Regions from separate parts of the Mus musculus genome. Here region 2 is linked to region 1. Evidence: chromatin contacts called from public HiChIP or PLAC-seq data. All regions are on one chromosome and are shown on one strand. The core of a region is the stretch at or near the end of the contact, and the rest is flanking DNA. Distances in the headings are between cores, read along the strand shown.

Evidence for each region. HiChIP or PLAC-seq counts read pairs in DNA pulled down with a chosen protein or histone mark.
Region 2: a contact with region 1 is called in a FOXA1 HiChIP or PLAC-seq map of pancreatic cancer cells. The contact joins two enhancer-like sites. A contact is called at or near these places in 1 of 115 datasets of contacts at active chromatin or transcription factors (pancreatic cancer cells) and 1 of 9 other capture datasets (embryonic stem cells).

Annotation. Positions count from the first base shown.
Region 1 is chr13:97,277,918-97,285,528 of GRCm38.p6, reverse strand. No RefSeq gene overlaps it. Among named protein-coding and RNA genes, the nearest start is that of Gm33390, 17 kb to the left of the region's middle. Within about 2 kb of position 3,213, at least 31 of the 459 cell types and tissues checked have an H3K27ac peak or open chromatin away from gene starts, as enhancers often do. A contact at or near this core is called in pancreatic cancer cells, where this site is marked.
Region 2 is chr13:98,118,261-98,125,149 of GRCm38.p6, reverse strand. All of the region lies in intron 2 of Arhgef28 (Rho guanine nucleotide exchange factor (GEF) 28), which reads left to right. Among named protein-coding and RNA genes, the nearest start is that of Gm34469, 50 kb to the left of the region's middle. Within about 2 kb of position 4,434, at least 32 of the 459 cell types and tissues checked have an H3K27ac peak or open chromatin away from gene starts, as enhancers often do. A contact at or near this core is called in pancreatic cancer cells, where this site is marked.

The sequences.
Region 1 (7,611 bases), core at 1,964-4,463:
GAGTGATACCTTCCACTTTGAGACTGTCAGGAACTGATGGGTAGATGGTATCTTCCATTAGCAAAGTCTCCTTTAAAGTCCTGTAAATCTCTCCAAGCCTCCTGTACCCTGAGTGCATAGACTCCACCCCCTGTGCAGAGCCTGCAGCCCTTTAGTTGTCCCAATTAAAGGAACAATTCTGCTTGCTTCTGGAGATGTCACGTGGCCTCCATCATTCCCAATCTAAGCCCAGCCTCATCTCTCCATTTTCTGTCCCCTGTTCCCATCGTTTGATGAAAGTCATGAGGCACACATGAATACAAAGGAACATGTGGCAATCCAGGAAACTCAGAAGGCCTTTAGGAATTGTCTTCATCTGTGCCCTTGCCTGTCTCAAAACACCCAGGACTCAAAAAATGACTCAGCAGTTAAATGCAATGGCTGCTCTTCAAGATGACCTGGGCTCATCTCCGAGCACCCATGTGGTGGCTCACAACCATCTGCAACTCCAGTCCAGGGGGTTCCGATGCCCTCTTCTGTCCTCCAAAAGCAACAGACAGATACATGGTGGAAATATATACATGCAGAGAAAACACCCACAAGCATAAAGTAAACAACAAAACAAAACCACCACTGGATGGTCTTGATTTTAGAAAACTGTCTTGAGATTACTCATTTGCATTGCTTTTGTGCGCTGCCATTGCCCTTGGTGAGACCCAGAGAAACAGCCAGAGTTTCATCTTGTCCTGTACCAACTATCAGCTGGAGGACAGGACTTGCAGAAAGCGCAAAAGAACATTCTGGAAACAGTCCAGCATTCTGGTGATTCTTTCATCATAGTGAATAAATGATGGTTTATAACTTTTTAAAGACTTTCTCTGGTTTGATCAGTTTGGAAATTATTGAGAGTGTGTGACGTGTGTGTGTGTGTGTGTGTGTGTGTGTGTGTGTGTGTGTGCGTGCATGCCTGTGCATGCATGCCAAGAAGCACAGGTGCATCATGACAGTCTTCGGGAGTTAGTTCTCACCTTCTACATGTTGGGCTCTGGCATTCACAAACATGAACACTTTTACCCATTGAACCACTTTTCCGATCTGATTTATGAACTCTTAATAAGATTGCAAAAGTGAAAAACCACTCATTTCAATGACTTCTTTTTATATCTCTAGAAAAGAACTTGCTCGGCCACCAGCATCCGTGCACTTGCTGAGCCTCTTAGCACAGATCTCCATGCTGTGGATCTCCAGTTCACGAGGATACTGGCCACCCAGCTTTCCTGCCTGAGTCCTGCACCCAGTCACTTACTCTTTTCTGTAGGTCAAACTCTGCGAAAGCAGAGACAATTGATTCAGTAGGGACAGAAGCACTCTACCCCTGAATACCGCACTAATGGTTTCTCTACTGCTAGCATCCTTTCTGTCTCTAGCACTAAGTCTAGCACTAGGTGGCCCTGCTGATATGTCTAGCCTTTTAACATTGTAGCACAACGTAGTTATCAACAAAGTTCACACTTGAGAATTTTGCAACTGAGTTACAAAAAAGCAAAAATAATTCTCATAATGTTTTAAATAAGTTTATGATTTTGCATTTGGAGCCTCACTCAGGACTATTCTGTTGTGCATGGGGGCCACAGGCTGCAGGTGGGACCTGCCTGAGAAGGCATGCAGGGGTATATGTGGAGGTGTGCTTCTTCCAGGTGGCTCTCCCTCCTCCTTTTCTCCCTCCTTTCTCCCCACCTCCCCATTAAACACAGGTTTAGGGAAGTGACCTGCAGAAGGAGTCTTCCAGGGGCTTTGCACAACGTCATAAGAACCACCATGGAAGATCTGTCATGAGGCTGTGGGCACCAAACATGGAGATGGAAAGCTGTGTGTGTGTGTGTTCCTCTGCAAACAGGGAATCAGCTCTTATCTGGGGAGTCAGAGCACCTCAAAATTCTCTCCCTGAAAAGTTCCATAAAAGGGTAGGCACACGTTTAGCTGTTTCTTCTTTTCTTATCTCTCTTATTTTCTTCTTTTTTTTCCATCTCAAATCTCTCTTTTATATTTTCATTTGTCCTCCTTGTTATATTTGGAAGACCAATGCTTTATCCCTCTGCTACTCAAAGCTCATTACAGAAGAAAGACTACCTCAGCTTCTGAGAAGATGCCCTCTCATTTCTTCATTCAAACAGTGTACAGTTATTTTCATGAAACGTTCCTAAGAGAGAGAGAGAGAGAGAGAGAGAGAGAGAGAGAGAGAGTCGGTGCTTAAGACTTACCAGGCCAAGGACTTCCTCACAAGGACCCGAAGTCCCAACTAGACCATGAGCTAATCATCCTGTAAACTCCCTTTAGCTTCCTCAGAGTGCAGGTGCAATCTCATTTGAAAGATTAAAATCTCTCCGTTTGCACTCGGGTCAGCTCCTAGCCACGTGCTCAATAACTGTTAAGTGCAAAGAAGTACAAGGTGCTTTGGGCCTCTAAGTTGAATTCCAAGAATTTTGAGTTTACAAAAGGCAAGGAAGTGGGGATTTCAGAATGACAGATATGCTAAGTGGGAGCATTGATTAGGAATCTCAGAAAACCGAGCCTGGGGGAGGGGGAGAGCGTCTCCAGAAAGCCCGCCTGGCTTGCGGTCGTTTCTTAATGTGTGCTAACCTGTGTTTTCAGGAAAGCGCTATTTGCATGCATTTGGTTTTCTAAGGGGCTTTAAAAGGCGCTTAGTTGGGGTTTCAAATGTCTGCCTAAAGCGAAGCCTGTTTTCATCACTCAGGCCAAGTACAATCTTCTTGAACTTAGTGAGTGCTAAAGAAATCAAAGAACATGCACCTGTACCTGCAGGGTTTGCGTAAGTACGTGTATGTGTGCTTGCGTGCTTGCGTGCTTGCGTTCGTGCGTCCGTGAGTGCATGAGTGTGTGTGTGTGTGTGTGTGTGTGTGTGTGTGTGTGTGTGTGTGTGTGTGTGTGTGTGAAGCTGGAATGAAAAATCTAAAGGAAAAAAATAATAAAGCGTTTAGTAGGTTACAGAGCTATCAGTATTTGGTTCTGTGCCAAGAGTTCTTTCTCTAGTTTAGATCACACCGGAAAAATTCATCCATTAAACAAATATTTATTCGGCACCCAGTGCATACCAGGCCTCTTTCTGGTCTTGGTACTGGCGAAATGGCGAGAAGTAAACTGGATAAGCCCTCGGAGCTCTCATGGGGCTTAGTACAACAGGACAAGATGGGATTGTGGGTAGGAGTAAGAACGCGCTACAAGCTGTGGCCGTGAGCAGGGTGAGAGGTCCAGCGAAAGCCAAGGACTGCATGTAGGAGGGAAAGATGCTTGTCTGAAGCCTGGAAGATGGCTAGGAGGGAGGAGAGGGGCCGGTCTAATCTTTCTCCAGCTTTTCCCGGATGTCTTATAATGAATGGCCTTCTCTCTCCAGACTCTGCAGCGCGCCTGCCCAGTCTGCTCATTTCAGCTAAGAGCGCTGTAAACTTTCCATGTAACAACTTCTGATGTCACTGATCACTGTAGCCAGGCAATGATGGGTCCGTAAGAATTAGGATTTGGAGTCCCTAGCCTCCAGTCTTGGAGGGCTCTAAGCGTCTGGCTTCCCAAGTGAAGCTAAAGGGATGCAGGGGTGGCCAAAAAGGACTGAAAAGTGGCTCAGGGAACATGACAATCGGAAGCTTTTCAGGCAATTGAAAAGGAAACAGGGAAGGGAAAAAAAAACCCCTACGTTACCTATGTAACTGGATAATTCTCAATTATATACCACAGACTTCATTGTAATGACTCCGCTTAAATGATGTCAATATCTAAAAGTTCTGGAAAACTCAGCCATTTCCCTTAGTGGCATTTTTTTTTCTGTCTTTCCCCAGAACGGGATCCCTGTTGTTCACTCATTTATCCTATAGCCTGTGCCCTGATGTGTTATTAGTGATAGCTTCAAGTTTTTTTTTTTTTTTCAAGTTTTATAATGTGTGTCTGTCTGCTTTCTATCAGTCTAATACCCAAGGTAATTAACATGTAAAGAGAAAGGGCTTGATCTGACTCCCGGTGTCAGAGTTTCCATCAGGCCTTTAATGTCAATGTCTGGCAGGGGTTTGAAACATCTCAGGATGGAGTAAAACCATTCATTTCATGAGGAAGAAACAAAATCAGAAAGAACAAGAGTAGAGGTCCCACTCTGTCCTTCAAGAGAGGACCCCTACTGTGATTTAAGTTCAGAGTGTCCCCTTCCAGGCCTCTCATAGGACAGCTCTGTGAGACCTTTGAGACTAACCTAAGCCTTCTCCTCCCTAACATACAATGAAGTAAAATGACCCTGTCACACTGTCCTACCCTGAGAGCTCAGCCACGCCTTCCTGCCATGATGCACCTAAACTTCTGAACACAGAAATCAAAATGAACCCCTTGTCCCTTTTTGTCTGATCGTAGCAACGGGAAAGAAAATGAACACAACCTCTGAGACCTGACTCCCTCACTAGTCCCTACCTCTCAAAAGTCCTTTCAGACCTCGGGCGTGGCGGCGCACGCCTTTAATCCTAGCACAGAGGCAGAGGCAGGCGGGTTTCTGAGTTCGAGGCCAGCCTGATCTACACAGTGAGTTCCAGGACAGCCTCGAAAATCCAAAAAAAAAAAAAACAAAACAAAACAAAACAAAACAAAAACAAACAAACAAACAAAAAAAAAACAAGTCCTTTCAAGCCTTAATATGTTATCTTGGGGACCAGAGCCGTCCCACATGGACCTTTAGGAGACAGTCAAGATACAAATCATAGCACGATTTTGAAAGTAGGTTTTGTTTGTTTTAAATTAATTAATTAAAAAAGAAAAAAGAAGAAAATTATAGTTTACATTTGGCTCTTTTATTTTCCAGACTATCTCCAGCCACCAGAATCTTGCTTTTTCTTCCCTCTTTCTTTCTTTCTTTCTTTCTTTCTTTCTTTCTTTCTTTCTTTTTTTTTTTTTTTTTTTTTGACAATGTCTCCACATAACCTGGTTGGTCTTGAACTCAAAAAGATTGGACTGCCTCTGTCTCCCAAGTGTTGGCATTAAAGATGTGTGCCACCACACCCAGCCTTTTTTCTTTTTAATATAAGTGACTGTTCCACATAGAATTCCGAAGGCTGATTTCCCTCCATTTAGCCCTCTGCCGGCGCATCCTCTCCCTGTGACATGTGTAAGTGAACCAGGGCACAGTGTTTGGCCAAGGGACCACCGTCCACCTCACTGTTCAGTGGGACGTTGAAGGTACCCAGCAGCCTCCCTTATATCCAGAAGTGTCTTCAGCTGCTGAGGTGAGTTCTACAGGAGAGATCCTGGAAGCTGCACAACTGGGCTAAATGATAACCCTTTTAGAGATTTCTGAGGCTTACAACAGACATCAGCTCATGCTCCCTTGACAATGTACAAAAGCCCCACGTAGTCACACCCCTGTCGGGCATGGCATTGCATGTTCTCAGCCCTTCCTAATTTGCTAGGCAAAGGGGGAGAGAAAGATGATATCGTGTCCTAATTTACATTCTCTGCGGCTGATCATTCTCCTGTATACATCATTTTTATTTCCTTTTAGATGTACATTTTTTTCTATTCTTAGTTAGCTATCTTTTATACTTTTAAAATTCTCTTTGCTGTAATCCCAGCACTCAGGAGGCAGAGGCAAACAGATCTCTGTGAGTTCAAGGCCAGCCTGGACCATAGTGAGCTCTAGGTCAACCAAGACCCTGCCTGTCTTGCCAGGCGGTGGTGACGCACGCCTTTAATCCCAGCACTGGGGGGGTTGGGGGGGGGAGGCAGGTGGATTTCTGAATTCGAGGCCAGCCTGGTCTACAGAGTGAGTTCCAGGACAGCCAGGGCTACACAGAGAAACCCTGTCTTGAAAAACCAAAAAAAAAAAAATTGTCTTAAATTTTTACATACAGAATCACTCATCCTATGTCAACTCTGATCTGTAATCTTACCACCAATAATATAGCTTTCATTTGAGATAGTCTTAATTGAGATACAACACAGTTCATTTTTGTTTCAAAATAATTCAATTCCTACTAGGTATTCCTTATAGAGAGATTCTATTATTATTTAGACTGGCTGGCCTGAAACTCACTATGTAGAACACACTGGCCTCTAACTCAGAGGTTTTTCTACCTCTGCAGTTAACATTAACGGCCTTTGAAGCCATACCCAGCTGCCTGGTTAAGTTTAGATACATGGACACCTGTATGTTTATATGTGAGAATAGACACATATGTACATAACACAATGAGTAAACAGAAATAAGGAGAGAAGATAAAAATGATTTTTTTTTTATCTAGTCACCAGTTCAACAGAAAAACTTGGTTGAGTTGTAGGTTTCAAATATTCATAGAGGGTTCAAATGCTACTCACAGAAATGGAAGGAAGGAAGGAAGGAAGGAAGGAAGGAAGGAAGGAAGGAAGGAAGGAAGGAAGGAAAGAAAGAAAGAAAGATAGAAAGAGAGAGAGAGGAATGTAGAATAAATATACTAAGTAATGGGAACGTTTTACTTTTTAAGATTTCTTTTCATGTCTGTGCGTGTCTGCTTGCAAATATGTATGTGCACCACATGCAGGTTTGCTGCTCTCACAGGTCCAATGAAGGCATCGGGTCCCTGGAAATGGAGTTGCAGACAGTTGTGAGCTGCCTGATAGGGGCTGGAAAGTGACCTGGAGCCCCTGCAAAAACAGCAGTGATCCTCAGCGCTGAGGTCTCTCCAGCCCAAGAACATTAAAAAAAAAACCAAAAAACAAAAAACAAGGCAAATATCTATCTTCTTGTTTTAAATTACTTAAACATTTGTGTTTTGATTTTACTAAAAGCATCTTTGGGTTCTCATTTGCAATTGCCTTCAGATCTAGTTTCTGAGTCATCTTCATTTTTGTCCCAGCTTATCTCACCCAGGTTTAGGGTGGCTCTAGTCACCTATTTTGACTTGAACTACTCTGAGAGGGTTTCAGTGGTCGATGTTCCTTCTTTCCATGCCCAGAGAACTGTAAGCACGGATCTCAAACTGTAAGTTCAAAGGACATTTTGGGAAAAGTGCAACTGTCCTTTGATATCCTCAGAGCACTGGCTCCTGGAAGCCGCAAGGATACAACCTCTCAGGTGATCAAGTCCATGTGCAAACTGGCATTGCAGCTGCCTAGAGACCGTGTACAGCATATGACAGCACCTCCAAATCACTTACCATACCTAGGACAGGCCAGCAAGATAGCTTAGGGTAAAGGCCGCTGTCACCAAGTCTGACAACCCGAGTTCAATCCCCAGAACTCTGGTGCTGGAGTTGAGAGGCTCAAATCCCACAAGCTATCCTTTGACCAGTGCACCAATGTGAGCGTGCACAGGAGCACAGACAGACAGACAGACAGATGTAAAGAACCATATACTTAGTACAATGTATATGTGTATTACGTAGGAATCCAAATACCCTCTCAAGTTCCACGTGTTTGTTAAAAGTCTTTGTCTCCAGCCTGGGGAGTGTGTGTGTGTGTGTGTGTGTGTGTGTGTGTGTGTGTGTGTGTGTGTGTGTTCGAAGCACGCACTTTTAGCAAGTGGACTTCAGTTGTAAGAAGTTATCTAATTGCTGCCGTTCCTTTGAAGGAGCTATTGGTCCCTCCGAGCCTCTCTTAGCCCTTTTGCTT
Region 2 (6,889 bases), core at 3,185-5,684, 840 kb before region 1:
CCTGTAGGTTCCACCCCCTCAACCCCATCCTCTCTCTCCTTTCTTGCTGTTCCTGTTTGCGGGCAGCAAATAGCATTCTTCTGGGCATGCTCATAAGTGATGTGCAGTCGGGACCCTTGACTTGAGTGAATAGGGGTATGTGCCCCTTGAGGAATTTAAAGACAAAGTCCTGGAGTCCAGAGCTGCTTTTTCTATGCAAACTGGTGCCTGAGTTAGGATCACATCTGTTTCATGAGATCTGGCACTCTTGCTGACCTGGGTCCTCTGCCGAGAATGTGGGGTTTCCCTGTTGCCTGCTCCTCAAGGGAGATCACCCATGCTGCAGTCTGCATGAGCCCCTGTCTAGGTGATATCCCTCTGGGGTCTTGCCGGTCCTAGTTGGTCCTAGTTGGTTGATTATAGCTGCCTGTAACCAGATCTAGCGGAGAGGCAGATGTAGAAGTCTGAGATATGGAGGGTACTTTTGCTCTGTGGTTATAGAGCTGCTATATACATATCAGCTGTGTTTAGCAACGGCAGCGGGAGATAAGCGGGTGGCTGTGGTTTGGCCACTCGAGAGTCTGGTGAGGATATTAGTTCTGCCTCTGTCCAGGAAGTGGCAATCTTAATCAGTATGAACTAGGAGGAGGCTGGCCCGTGAGCTGACTGGCGAGTTCTAGCTGAAAAGACCTCAGAGAGGCCTGGGGACTAAATCTGAACAGATACTGGGGGATTCCCTTGTGCAAGTATAAGCTTTGTCATAAGTATTGCTGAGTGGAGTCATATGTTCAGTTTCGGGTTTGTAACTGACAACGAATGTGCTAGGGTGAGCGTGTGGCAGAGGACTCTGTTTTCTTCATCACCACTTGGGTTTGCACTCATGTCGTCAGGCTTAGCCACAGCCACCGTTACTGGCTGAGCCATCCTGCTGACAACGAATGTTTCCTTTTACATGTCACGTCTTTGGTGCTGTATGTTAATACTCTTTGTCAAACATGGAATCCTGTTGATTCTCATTTTCTTCTAAACATCTTCAGTTTTGCATTTACATTAATCCAGGATGCTGGGGAGTTAAATTTTAAGCTAGGTATGTGTTATCTTTTGAATACGTGTTTCAATTGTTACAATGAATTGTTACAGTACAATTGTTCAGTTAAAACAATGTATCTATTGTTCAGCACCATTTGTTGAGAAGATCATTTGTTTTCCTGTATCGAACTGCTGTTGCAGTGTTTTACTATAAAAATGTCTCCTACATTTAATGAGACTGGAATTTGCTGGTCCCCACAGCCAGAGTAAATAATAGACCAGGAGGTCACTTAAGACCTACAACTGCCATCCTACTGTGTGCTCAGCCTGCTTGTTTAACAGGATTTTTTTGTTGTTGTTGTTTGGTTGGTTTGTTTTTGTTTTTGTTTTTGTTTTTGTTTTTGTTTTTTTCGAGACAGGCTTTCTCTGTGTAGCCTTGGCTGTCCTGGAACTCACTCTGTAGACCAGGCTGGCCTCAAACTCAGAAATCCACCTGTCTCTGCCTCCCGAGTGCTGGCATTAAAGGCCTGCGCCACTACCACCCGTGTTTAACATGTTTTTGTTTTGTTTGTTTGTTTTTTGTTTTTTAAAAGAGAACAATGTAACAACTTTTATTTGGACAGAAATGGTTTCTCTTTAAGTAGCCTGGAACACATTGTGCTTGTGAGATGCTAAGGGAGAGAGTAATAAATAGTCCTGCTGGACACAGGTGTTTTGTTGTTGTTGTTGTTGTTGTTGTTGTTTTGTTTGTACTGATGTAAGGTGCCAAATGAGGATGCCCTTACTGCTATTCATTTTTCTTTACCTCTTGGTACAATGGATGCTTTTTCTTCTCTATGAATGGCTTGGTATCTACAGGACCAGGACCAGGACCAGGCTAGGTCCTGCTAAAGCTTGCCTGATTTCTGCAATGGGCAGGGTCTGTGGTTTCCTGCAAACTTGGCCCAGTTTGTATAGAGCTCTTCCTTGTAAGCCAGTGAGAAAAAGTCGAAGCTAGGCATCTGGAAAGGGCAAAGATTTCGGTGAGCTTTCCCCTGAGCTCTCAGCATGCCAGGCACATAGGACAGGAAAGTCTTCACGCAGCAGCTCCTGGGCCAGAGTCATGCTTCCACTGCTCGCCTGCATTCTGGGCTCATTACCCAGGGCATGGGCTGGCTTCCTTTTCCCTTCTCTCTCTCAGGAGGCCAGACTCATTGCCCAAGCAAACCAAAGATCAGTTCCAGCCACTCAGATAGCAATCAGTGGGTTGTACAACACTATAGCTCTCTTCTGATCCTGGATAGCATTACTTTGTGTATTGATTGGCTAAAAATAATTATTTAGATATAAACAAAATGAGCACTGGTAAAAGAGGGGTTTCTTTATTTACCATTTCTTGTAGTATCCCCACATGTAATTATATGCCCTTTCTTATTCATTCGCAAATGGAGGAAATGTAATAACCCTAAAGGAACCAATTAAATTCCCAGGTAGAGAATATATGTTTATTAAAAAATTTGATAATATTGCTGTTATTTTAATTGTGAAAAAATTAACCTTCCTATCGAAGTTTTATCAGGGGCTACACTCATTGCCCAAACAAGCCAACAGATCAGTTCCAGCCACTCATAGACAGCCATTCTCCTGGGACTACTGGCATTTCACATCAGCATTTTAAAGCATTTTTCCCCTTATATCTGCCTCCCCTCTCCCCTTCAACTTCCCCTCTTTCCTCTTGTTTTCTGGCTGCTGACTGCTGTTGAGGGTCCAGGACAAAGGGTCAGATCGCAGTAGAGACAGTTTTCTTACTGACACAACTGAACTTTGCCTCTTGGGAGTCTAGAAGGGTGGGCTCTGCAGGCACAGATTGTGGCGGACAGTGAGCATGAAGAGAGGAAATAGGTTACCAGTGTCTTTCCAGTCTGTTGGCTTCGAGTCTGAACACGTAGAGGTTTCTAGTAGAGGTTTCTCCCAGATGAGGTCATAAGGTATGTGTGAAGCTTACCACTCAGAAAGCTGAAAAAAAAAATGGAAGCATGTCATTTTGGGTGTCAGCCAGGATTGCCCATCGAGAGTGTGTATTGTGTATAAAGTCACCATGGACTTTCCATGGTGAGTCAAATATTCTCTATTTTTGTCTGGAAGGAGGGGATATGGATTAATGTAGAGCTCGGGTGAAAGAAGCCTTGCTCTGATACTCTTCATGAAACATGTTTGCTGTAAGAAGAAGAGGAAGGGAAGGGAATGGGGGAGACAACATGAAAGGCAATGGATGTCTTTAAACAGAAATCATTAGTTCATCAGTTCACTGTGAGGGAAAATGAAGGTAGAGGAGAGGTTGTACTGGCCTTGGATTTTAGCTGTAAATAGGATGGTTTTCCTTGGGAGACTCAGGTCAAGCTGTCTTCCAGAGCTGAAGTGTTTGGCTCCTAAGTATCCTAGTTTCCTCCCAGGGATAAGGAGAGGGGTGGTTAGTAGTTGGCCACGTCAAGTCCACTGGGTCAGCAGTGGGCATGAACTATAATTATCTTTGGGATCAGTTAGTGAGGTGATCAAGGTCATTTGCATAGAAAAGGAAACAAGGGGATTTGAAGGGCAGAGGATTCAGCTTCGAGGTTTGCGTGTTGTGGGATGGTGACTTGGAGATGACAGAGCTCCAGCATCCGTGTTGGGATCACCAAGTTGGATGAAAAAGCTGAAGGTGTGGGAAAAAAAGGTGGTAAAACCAAAGTTAATCGTAAACCCATCATCTCCAAAGTGTGCTGAGCATTGGCAAGTATCCACTGGGGGCTACCTAGCATCAGGCTAGAGTGCCTGGGAAAATCCAAGCTCAGGGGAGACAACAATGCCAGCTAAGACCGTTAAGTGTCTAATGATCCACACCGTGGTGTGGATAGCAACATCTGGGCATACTTCTTTGTTTGTGTGTTTATGATTCCACATGTATGTGTGTTTGTTTAGATAAATGATATGCATTCGATTATTAGATGTGCATGGATCTCCACCTAATATCTTTGCAAATATGTATGTGCATGCCACCTTTGCCCTGATGAAAATTCAGAGCTCCTCTGGCGTGCCCAGGCTCTTTGACTGCCCTTCCCTGTCTTTCTACTCCCCCAAAGTAAACTTTGTTTCAATTTCCATCATCAGAGATTAATTTCATAGAGTAAATATTTGAGCCGAATGTTTTTCTTCATAACAAGCTAGTGTTAAAGGAAAGTAAAGTTTCTCAGACTGTGTGGTGTTTGCATGGAGGGCTTTATTATTGTCCTCCAAGTGGCTGCGCCCTGAGCTTTATTAACTCCTTACGGCTCAGATGGAAAACACTTCTCCCCTTGGGTGAGTCACATCCCGTATTGTAAGCAATAGAACTCGGCGTTAGACAGACCGTGATGTAGATGGGAGAGGGCTGGAAGCCCAGGCTGAGAACAGAGGCAGGAACGAATGGCACAAGGCCCTGCCATTGAAACTGTAGAGTCTGCACAGGCCACAATTGCTCCAGAGCTAGTCCAGTGGCTCTGAGGTGCTTTGCTGACTCCCTCCCATGTGGCTTCCTGCAACTCTTTGTGAATAGTCTCTAAGGACTCAATCTTTGTGTTGTTCTATTCAAATTCACAGCCTGGGAAGGAACAGCTGAGCCTAGGTCACATGACTTCCAGGGAGCAGGGAAGGAAATGTCCATTGTGAGGTAGGGTCTCTCCTGCCACCAAGACCTACTCACTCACAATGGGCGAGTCCCTCCAATAGGAAGGCAGTGTGGATGTCTTTCAGACAAAAGAGAAACAAAAGAAAAACTACCGAAGGCAAAGCTTCACCACGCAATCAGGCTTCTCTTATTCTTGTTATTTTATCACTAGTTCAGGGATGTTTAGAAATGAAGCCTTACTGAAAAGGTGGGTTTCAACTAAAGATCACAGCACATTCTAATACAGTCTAATACACAGTACATTGTATGGCGGATCCCAAGTGCAGCGAGGAACAATAAGCTGTTCTTTGTTTGTTGGAGCCCCTAACAATTAACCCTTAAATGTGGGGCTTTGGATTTTCAAAGAAAGCTGTTCTGATGTTGTCCACAAAGTTAGGCTAACAATGTAAAGAAATTTTACTTTTTCTGTGACTGACAGGTGATGTGCCTGCCAATCAGAGTTCCTCACCATACACTTGAGTGATGCCCCTTACAATATGGGTTGCTTTCAGCTTCATTTTAAGAAAGAGGAGAATCTTGTCTCCTTTAAACTGCATGGTCTTTTGGAATAAAGACCAATCTGAATTTGATTCACTTGCCCTTAGGAAGTTATTTTAGTTACTTTTTTTATTGCTGTGATAAGACGCCACAACCGAGGAGGCAACTTATAAGAGGAAGCATTTAATTGGGCTTAGAGTTTCAGAGGATTAGAATCCACGACTAGCAGGGAAATGACACGGTGGCATAAATATCTAAGAGATTATATCTTAATGTGCCAGTAGGAGGCAGAGAGAGCTAACTCAAAAGTGTGCTTTGAAACCACAAAGCCCACCCCATGACACACCTCCTCCAATAAGGGCCACCTCCTAATCCTTCCCAAACAGTTCCACCAACTGGGCACCAAGAAGTCAAACATGAATTTATGAGGACTATTTTCATGCAAACTACCACAGAAGATAAAAAAATCTCAGGGAGTGATAGGGTTCCCCCCCCCCCTTTAACTGATAAGCGACCATCCACCAAATATCTTTATTTCCTAAATTAATCCTAACCATTAATTTGTTTCCTAAAGTAATAATGAATTACCTGAGAAATACTGCTTTGTGACAATTTCTTCCTCATTAGTTGAAATAATTGTTCCGGAGACGAAGATACCAAGATCTGTAAGTGTAAGTGTTCTAGTCATGTTATAAAACAATGTGTGGCATCTGTGTAGATCTCTCTCTCTCTCTCTCTCTCTCTCTCTCTCTCTCTCTCTCTCTCTCTCTCTCTCTCTCTCTCTCCTTTCATTCTTGACCATGAGCCCATGGCTTTGTGCATGCTAGGCAAACACTCCAACACTGTACCTTATCCTTCTATTTTTGGAGACAGAGTCTTGCTTTGTAGCCCAGGCTGTCTTGGACTTACTATATAAATTAGGCTGCTCTGAAACGTGAGATCTTGTGTGTGACTTCTGCCTCTCTGATGTGATGTAAGGATGCTCCACACACCCAGCATCCACCATATGAATGATATGTAAATAGTTCTTGTATCGCTTAGGGACTAATGACAAGAGGAAAGTCTAGCCATGTTTGTTGCAGACACATTTTCTTTCCAAATACTTTTCATCTGAGGTTTGTTGAGTCTATAGATTCTGAGCTGGCGCATATGGTGAGCTGACCATATTGTCAATGCAGAGACCTGAATTTGAACCAGAGTCCGCCATCCCTTATTACTTTTCTGTGTATGATTTTACACACATTGCACAGCTGTGTGGGCCAAGGTTTGATTGTGCTTGTTATTTTGACTTGAGCAAATTTGGGTGCAGATAAGGCTACTGAAACAAGGTCCCACTTCTCCAAGCAAGGGTGTCTTGCTCAAGCTGTGTTTGCTGGAGAGCACTGTGGCCCCAGGGAGATCCTCAGGCAGCCAGCAGAACAGCTTGTGTTTATTGCTGTTTCCTTGTTATGGAAACACCACCTCTCTTACATGGCCAACCCCAGATGCCACAGTTCTTGGTGACATTCTTCAGACTTCTTCGTGTATGTTTTTCTAGGTTGTCTACATTCATATCAGTGCTCAGAGATTAAGGTCGTTTGAAGGAGTCCTTGGGGGAAAATGTTTGTCTTCGCTTATTGAATTTGGCTTAGCAGTACTTAGTTAAGCTAAATCCTAAGTACAAAATTTGCACGTTCTGAGTCTTAGGAAGTTCATGTTTAGACTGAGAATCTTTCGACT